Linked DNA regions of Mus musculus: region 1 is linked to region 2. Evidence: chromatin contacts called from public Hi-C data. All regions are on one chromosome and are shown on one strand. The core of a region is the stretch at or near the end of the contact, and the rest is flanking DNA. Distances in the headings are between cores, read along the strand shown.

The links. A called contact is a pair of places that touch in the nucleus more often than the background predicts.
Region 1: a Hi-C map of B cells shows a contact between it and region 2, with 5 read pairs. The contact joins the promoter of Nadsyn1 here to the promoter of Ap2a2 in region 2. A contact is called at or near these places in 1 of 39 promoter capture datasets (liver) and 1 of 484 Hi-C or Micro-C datasets (B cells).

What each region holds. Positions count from the first base shown.
Region 1 is chr7:143,820,675-143,824,683 of GRCm38.p6, forward strand. Nadsyn1 (NAD synthetase 1) reads right to left here and starts at 2,178. Exons shown (of 21, transcript NM_030221.2): 1 at 1,985-2,178; 2 at 498-558. The coding sequence starts at 2,069. Dhcr7 (7-dehydrocholesterol reductase) reads left to right here and starts at 2,493. Exons shown (of 9, transcript NM_007856.2): 1 at 2,493-2,866.
Region 2 is chr7:141,560,576-141,564,371 of GRCm38.p6, forward strand. It overlaps Ap2a2 (adaptor-related protein complex 2, alpha 2 subunit), which reads left to right and starts at 1,605. Exons shown (of 22, transcript NM_007459.3): 1 at 1,605-1,851. The coding sequence starts at 1,785.

The DNA of each region.
Region 1 (4,009 bases), core at 928-3,427, 2.3 Mb after region 2:
ATCAAACTAATGTCTGCTACAGGTTGCTCCCTCCTTCAAATACGGTACCTCTAATAACTCCTCCGAATTCTGGCTCCGATCAGTTAGCAAAGAAGGCACCTGGAAGGTGGCCTAATGTCAGGGAGACAAGCAGGCTTCCTGGGACCTTTATATAATAAGATACCACTCACAGTGATTTAATACCGCCCCCCCCCCAAGTCTGCCTCTAAACACCATCACCCTGGGATGGAAGAATGTTGGCGGGACATTGAAACCTCAGCATCAGGGAAGGTGAGGCAGGTTGGCTTTATGTTCAACCTCACTCCCCTATTGAACCATGAGGAAGCCTGAAGTTATCCAGCTTCCCCAACCCGCCCGGAACAAGGCCCACTCTCAAGCTGCTGCCATCCTAAATGCATCTTCTTGCTCTCAGTTCTGCCCCATTTCTTCCCATCTTTTGTTCCACTACCTGCCCTCCAAAGGGTGGGGGTTGGGGCTGCCGGTGTGCTTAGCCATACCATATTTCTAGTTCTGGTCCAAGCCTGTATCTTGCACCTTTGCCTTTGGCAATTTGAATACCTATATGGAGAGAGAGGGAGGGAGAAGGATTCAGCAGCTAGGATACATTAAAAGGTAGAAAAAGCAGGCTGCTGTGGTAGATACAGCCAAAGCCAGGCTCCAACCAACTACAGCCCTTTCTGTTAATAGCAGAGGACAACAGGCACCTATACCCACGTGTAGGTATTCAGAAACAGGGAGGGTAGGGTGACCTTAGTACTAGGAGGGTAAGCCACACCTTAATGGATAATCATTAAGCAGACACCCAAATTGGCTATAAGGAAAAGCTGTAGACAGGATGTGAAGGCTTCCATCCCTAGGTTGGTGTCAGCATCCAGCACCCAGGTTGAGAGCTGCTGCCAACATGCAGGCAAGGCAGCCCATCTTCACCGCAAAGACATAGACTCTGACCACAAAATCAGGTCAAAAATTACTTTAAAAAATAAAAACGCCTGGGCTAGCCAGATGTCTCCGTAGGTAAAGTCACTCGTTGGTAAGCCTGACAAGTCTGAGTTCACTTAGACCAGTGGTTCTCAACCATCCTAATACCATGGCCCTTCAATACAGCTCCTCATGTTGTGGTGACCGTCTGCCCCCTCCCCCAACTAATTTTGCTGTTATAAACCATAATGTAAATATCTGAGAGGCTCGATATCTGATATTTGACCCTTGCCCAAGAGTCATTTGGCCCTCACAGGGGTTGTGGCTCACAGGTTGAGAACTGCTCACTCAGACCCACAAGGTGGAAGAGGACAGCTGACTCCTGCAGGTTGTCCTCTGACCTCCACATGCACATTATGGCGTGCATATGTACATGAAATAAATAATACATTTGGGTTTTTCTTGTTGTTTTGCTTGTTTCTTGTTTTTCCTATTTAGCCTTCCTGCAGAGGCTTCCAGCACGGATAACCTGAGGTGAGCAGTCTGCAGCTGGGCACAGAGTATCCCCAGTTCTATCTTCTGGGGGCAATGATGAGCTGACCTGAATGTCAACAATACAGGTATATGGAACGCCAACACCCTTCTCTGACCTGAGACCTCTTCTGGCTTCAGTATGCCTTCTCCCAATGCCAATCCATGAGGAATGTCCTCAGGAGCCCTAGAACACGGATCTCTAGTCTTTGCAAACGCCTAGATCTCAATGAAACAGTTCCAAGAATGCGCAGCCCTGCCCCAGGTAACCTTAGAGAGACCCACCAGATCCTAGAGGATGGATGAGGGCAGTGTCTGCCTGGCTGGCAGGGCACTCCTATTTCCACTCTTGCCTTGCTTCCTCACATGTCCCCCAAATTAGGAAGTCGCCCTGAAAGCTCACCAAGCATTACCCTTCTATCTGTTCCCACGCCCAGCGCTGTGAGTCTCTCCTGGGCAAAGCTGGCCTGGACTGCCATGTCCTACCCATTGTGGACTTTGACTTCTTCCTGTCTCCCGCCACCCCAAAACTCACTCTTTAAAATCCTCTGGAAATTGCCCTCAAAGTCCAGGGCCCACTGATTGAGTGCACAGGTGGCCACGGTCACTTTCCGGCCCATGCTGGTTACAGGTTCCAGGCTGGGACGGTGTAATAACGGAGACCACAGGGAAGATACTAGCCGGACTGTCCGGTCTACGCCTGCGTAGCTTGGTTTCCTAGAGGCCCCTCCCCACGGCTCGCCATAGCCCCGCCCCTCTGCCGTCATAGCCCAGCTTCTGCACCGCCTCCAGAACTGCGCCGGCGCAGACCGTGTCTTACCCGGAAGCCCCGTCCTTTCGCCCTCCACAGCCACACCCCTTCTCACTTTCGCAGTGCGCGCCCTTCCGTGAGACCCCGCCCCCGCGGAGATCCTGCACAAAGCGCACCCTTTAAAGTAGGGCCCTAAGGAGCGCCTGCGCAGTAAGGTTGTCTCAGCGTCCCGCTGTTGCCCAAGGTCAGAGCGTCCTGGATCATTTCCTTTGCCATCTGAGCGACTTTTGATAGGTCATGAAAGGCTTGTTTTCTGCCACCAAAAGTAATGTCAGGTTTGCTTTCTGTCGCTGTGATGAACACGTGGCAAAAAGCAGCTGGGGAGGAAAAGGGCTCACTTCACCTTATAGCTCATAGTCTGTAATGAAGGGAAGTTGAGGCAGGAACTGAAGCAGAGACCAAAGAGGACTTCTGCCCACTGGCTTGCTTGAAGGCTTACTCAGCCTGTTTTTTTTTTTTTTTTGCACCACTGAGGACCACCAGCCAGGGGTAGCGCCACCCACAGTGGGCCAAGGCCGTCACATCAATCATCGGTTATGAAAATGCTCCACAGACAAGCACAGGCCAGTCTGATGGAAGGGATCTCTCAAAGTTTCCACTTCGCAGGTGTGTTCAGTTAATTTGTGTCAATTTTGTCAGTAGGAGCTCACAGAGAGCTCACAGAGGGAATGGGTGTGTCCTGCTTCTTTGGCTCACAGCAGTCTGGATTCCCTGTGCATCAACCTGAGCCCTTTCTCATTCCTGTCCCTTTTGCGTTTGGGTAACACCAATCAAAGTAGATACAACTTTTTTTTTCCATTTTTTATTAGGTATTTAGCTCATTTACATTTCCAATGCTATACCAAAAGTCCCCCATACCCACCCACCCCCAATCCCCTACCCACCCACTCCCCCTTTTTGGCCCTGGCGTTCCCCTGTACTGGGGCATATAAAGCTTGCGTGTCCAATGGGCCTCTCTTTCCAGTGATGGCCGACTAGGCCATCTTTTGATACATATGCAGCTAGAGTCAAGAGCTCCGGGGTACTGGTTAGTTCATAATGTTGTTCCGCCTATAGGGTTGCAGATCCCTTTAGCTCCTTGGCTACTTTCTCTAGCTCCTCCATTGGGAGCCCTGTGATCCATCCATTAGCTGACTGTGAGCATCCACTTCTGTGTTTGCTAGGCCCCGGCATAGTCTCACAAGAGACAGCTACATCTGGGTCCTTTCGATAAAATCTTGCTAGTGTATTGTAGTGGCTATTCCTGGTTGTCAACTTGACAATATTTGGAATGAACTACAATTCGGAATTGGAAGGCTCACCAGTGACCCTTATCTGGAGGCTTGGAGATCCTTATCTGGATCTTGGTTTGAAGATCTTGAGCCATAGTGGCTATGGATTCCAGAAGATTTAATCTCCGAGTTAAGGAACACACCTTTAATCTGGGCTATGCCTTTCATTTGGGATTAAAGGTGTGGTGGAACACACCTTTAATCTGGGCTACACCTTTTGCTGGAGACAATATAAGGACATTGGAAGAAGGGAGTCTAGCTCTTGCTCTTGCTCCTTTGCCTGCTTGCTGCGTGAGACTGAGTAACTGCTAGATCCTTGGACTTCCATTCACAGCTGCGACTGAACAATTGTTGGGAATTCGGCTGCCGACTGTAAGTCATCAATAAATTCCTTTACTATTTAGAGATTATCCATAAGTTCTGTGACTCTAGAGAACCCTGACTAATACATGTATGCAATGGTGTCAGCCACTATGTT
Region 2 (3,796 bases), core at 355-2,854:
TGCTGTGACAAAAGCAAGCTAGGAAAAGGTTTTGTAGAAGCTCACAGTTGGAGGATATGTTCTCTCAGAATGGGAAGTCATGACTGTAAGAGCTCAGGCAGCTCGTCACATTGTCACCACAGCCAGGAAACAGATGAATGCTGTTGCTCACCCCGTTCCTTTTTATTCCGCTCAGGACCCTTACAGCCTATATTTATGGTGGGCCTCAATCAGACTAATCTAGAAACTTCCTGACAGGTGTGTCCAGATGTTTGTTTTCATGATGAGTGTAGTAGATCCTATCCAATATGACAACCAAGATTAACCATTTTTTAGACATGGCTCAGTGGGTAAAGGTGCTTCCTGGGACTCACAAGGTGGAAGGAAAAAAATTGACTCTCACAAAGTGTCCTTTGAGTTCCACATTGCACACCCCTTTCAATAAATAATTTATAATGAAATTATTTAAAATACTAACTATAGGATGGCTGTGGTGACTCTCAGAGTCAGTACAATGGAGGAGTCTGAGAATCTCCTGCAGTCTCATTCCTGTCTGGGCATAAGCAATGGGATTCCTATTGCCACCTGTCCAGCACTCCTTATATGGCCCAGAAGCATCTTTTTGATGGTGCAGACAAGCTGGAGGAAGTTTATTTTCTGGTGCTGGCTCTTTCACCTCTTAAAAAGTCAGGCAAATTCAGCAGCCTCACCAGAGATTTGGCTTATTATGTTCTCAGTTTCTTCCATCAGTCCTGGGACCTTGGTGGACTGCCTGATTTATAGGAGGGTCGTGCCTCTTATTCTCTGGACTAGGCTCTACCACATCTGTATAAAAGCAAGGGACAGAGAGTTCTGCCTAGTGGGTCTGGATCATGATAACCACCTTAGGTGTGAAGCTTCCTCTTCACAGAAGAGAGCTAGGGAAGAGCCACCATGATCTCCACTTCCTGGAGTGGTGGGCCAATCCCGCTCTTCTGCAAAATGGGTCCATAGGAAGGATCCAATGGGGCCACCTCGCTAGAGAGGGGAACAGGGGAGCAGAAGCAATAAGCAAAGGGGCCTGGATGAATGCTGAGAGGTTGTACTCCAGACAACAGTCACCTCGGCAAGAGTGGTCAGTCTAGCTTCAAGCCTCAGTTTCCCCATTTGTAAGGGAAGTAGGAACCTGGAGTAGCGCTTCCTTTTGTCCCAGTTTAGAGGCTTGTAAACGCCTCTCACTCCGGTTCCACGCCGGTGGCCTGGGGTAGGTCAGTCCAACTGCCAGGGCTCTGGGGCCGGTTTGCACAGGCAAAGGTTGACTGCTGTAGGTGCTAGTGCAGCCCGCTCCTCCCCTACACCCCTGTGTGACACTGGGTTGATCCCGCACTGGTGTCAGTGTCTCTGTCTAGGTAAAGCCGGGCTCACCCGTGAGAGCGAGATCGGGGCTACTCCGGTATACATTGGAAGGATCCTTCACCAGGCGGTGATACCAGGAGGTGTAGCGCCTGCGCGCTCCGCACAGCTCCGGTTCTCCAAGCAGCAATCCGGCTCTATCCCGCGCCACGCCCCCATCCTCCTCGTCCTCCCCCCGCCCCCCAGCACCGCGAGAATGCGCACGCTCTCTTGCACCGCCCGTCGCCGGGCGCGAGGCTCAGCGTGCGCGCCAGCGCGTGCGTCGTGCGTGCTCGCGCGCGCAGCCCAGCGAGCGGCGCTCGGGGGCCCGAGGCGGCTGTGGCTAGGCGGCTCCGCGCTCCAGGGCTCTTCGGCGTGACCGCCGCGCCCGTGCTGTTCTAGCCCGCCGCCGAGGCCGCTCCCGGGGCGCAAAGATGCCGGCCGTATCCAAGGGGGACGGGATGCGAGGCCTAGCGGTCTTCATCTCCGACATCCGCAACTGTGAGTGCCAGACGCCGGGCGGGCCTGAGCGGGGGCGCGGCCGGGGGTCCGCAGGTGCGGCCGGGGGTCTGGGGGGTTCGGCCGGAACGGGGAGAGGGGTGTGGGCCGGTGCGCGGGTCCGCTCAGGCTTGAGAAGGAGGGCTGTGGAGTGCAGATCGCGCGGTGGGGCGGGGGTCCCGCGCGGGCGCTTAGGGTGCAGAGCGCGCGTCCTGGGTGCACATCTGGCGGGAGTTGGTAGCCTGCTGCGGGGGGACCAGACTGGGGTGATGGTGGTGGTGTCCCAAGTCCTGACCCGAAGATGAGGTGTAGAGTGAAGATTCGTGCTGGTGAGTGGGGCAGGGTCCTGGAGGTGCAAATCTGGCAGTGGGGTTGGGGTAGGAGCAGAGATGTTAGGCAGAGATCTGGGGTGCGGACCCCTGGTAGAGTGATTGCATGTATGGGTTTGGACAGTTGGGAGATTGCCTGTGGGTGTTCAGACTGAGGTGCGGGGCTTAGGTGTCTTGAGATCTAGGTGTAGCGATGGGAGTGCGGGGCGCGGTGGGGAGTCTGTGGGGTTTGTGGCACAGTCGAGGGGTTTCCGGCCCTAGACGCCCCTCCCCAGCATGATGTCATCTTGGTCTTTCTAGTAATGGAGCCTTTAACCCAGCCTTTTCCAAAACAGCGTGGATTTCTCTTTGGGCGGGGATAGGGACACTATACGTCTCTCGGACCTGATTCAGGCGGCATGTTGGGCGATGATTAGATCTCACCCACTGCGATTAAAGTGACTCATTCCCCCAGGGAACCGGGAGCAGCCGGGTGTGGATGCTGGAAGCTGCGCCTGCTTCTCCGCTGAGCAGTTCTGTAGCCAGTGTCCCCTGGGTGGAAAAAAAAAATCTGCTCAAAGTGAAATGGGTCGGAAGGTTAAAGGTCAGGCAGGGCGGGTGCCCAGGACTTTGGCTTACAGAAACTTCTGAGGGTTATCAGACACCCCCTTACTGATGAGAAGAAAAGCCATTTTCCTGTCAGTTTATTTTTTTCTTGGTATCCAGCAAATAGCTGACTCCATGATTTTTGTTACTTTAGAGATTAATATGCTTCCTGAGGAATTTTGCCCAGTGTGTCGTCACACTAACACTTAAATTTATACTGTATTCCCTAAGACTGTGTGCAGGACCCCAGCTTGCCTGGGTCTGTAGGACTCTGGAAGAGGTAGATTTCTGTCCCTCCCTGCTCTGCAAAGATACAGGCATCCTTGGATCAGGGCTTACCAAAATTTTAGACAATAACATTCATAGTCATGAAGCATTTTGTTCTTTTCTTTTTCTTTTTGGTTTTTTCAAGACAGGGTTTCTTTAATAACCCTGGCTGTCCTGGAACTCACTTGGTAGACCAGGCTGGCCTCGAACTCAGAAATCCACCTGCCTCTGCCTCCCAAGTGCTGGGATTAAAGGTGTGCGCCACCACCGCCCAGCTGTTATTTTCTTAAAATTTTTGTAAAAAATTACATTTATAAGTGTTTGTGTTGTGTGTGTATGTGTACTCACCCACAAGCCATGGTGCCTGTGTTCTGGTCAGAGGACGTCTCTCTCAGAAGTCTGTTTCCCCTTTTCATCATGTGGGTCTTCAGGTGTGGCAGCAAGTATCTTTACCCCCTGAACCATTTCCCCAGCTCCATCCTTCTGAAGAGGGTTACATTTGTGCAGGACATTGAGAGTGAAAGCCAGTTTCTCACCCAACAGGTTACCACTTGTTAGACATGCCCTGTGTTTGATCAGAGGTGGTACATGGTAAGAACTTGGTAAATAACTTACTGGCTGATTGGTAGAGAAGCCATCCCTCCTTGGCATAGCTAATCTTTGGGGATGATTGATTTTTGTTGTGGGGAGACAGTTCTATGTTTTAGAGGATGTTTGGCAACACCAAGTGCCTCAGTTGAAATAGTGGTAAATAGTTCCCCAAAGTT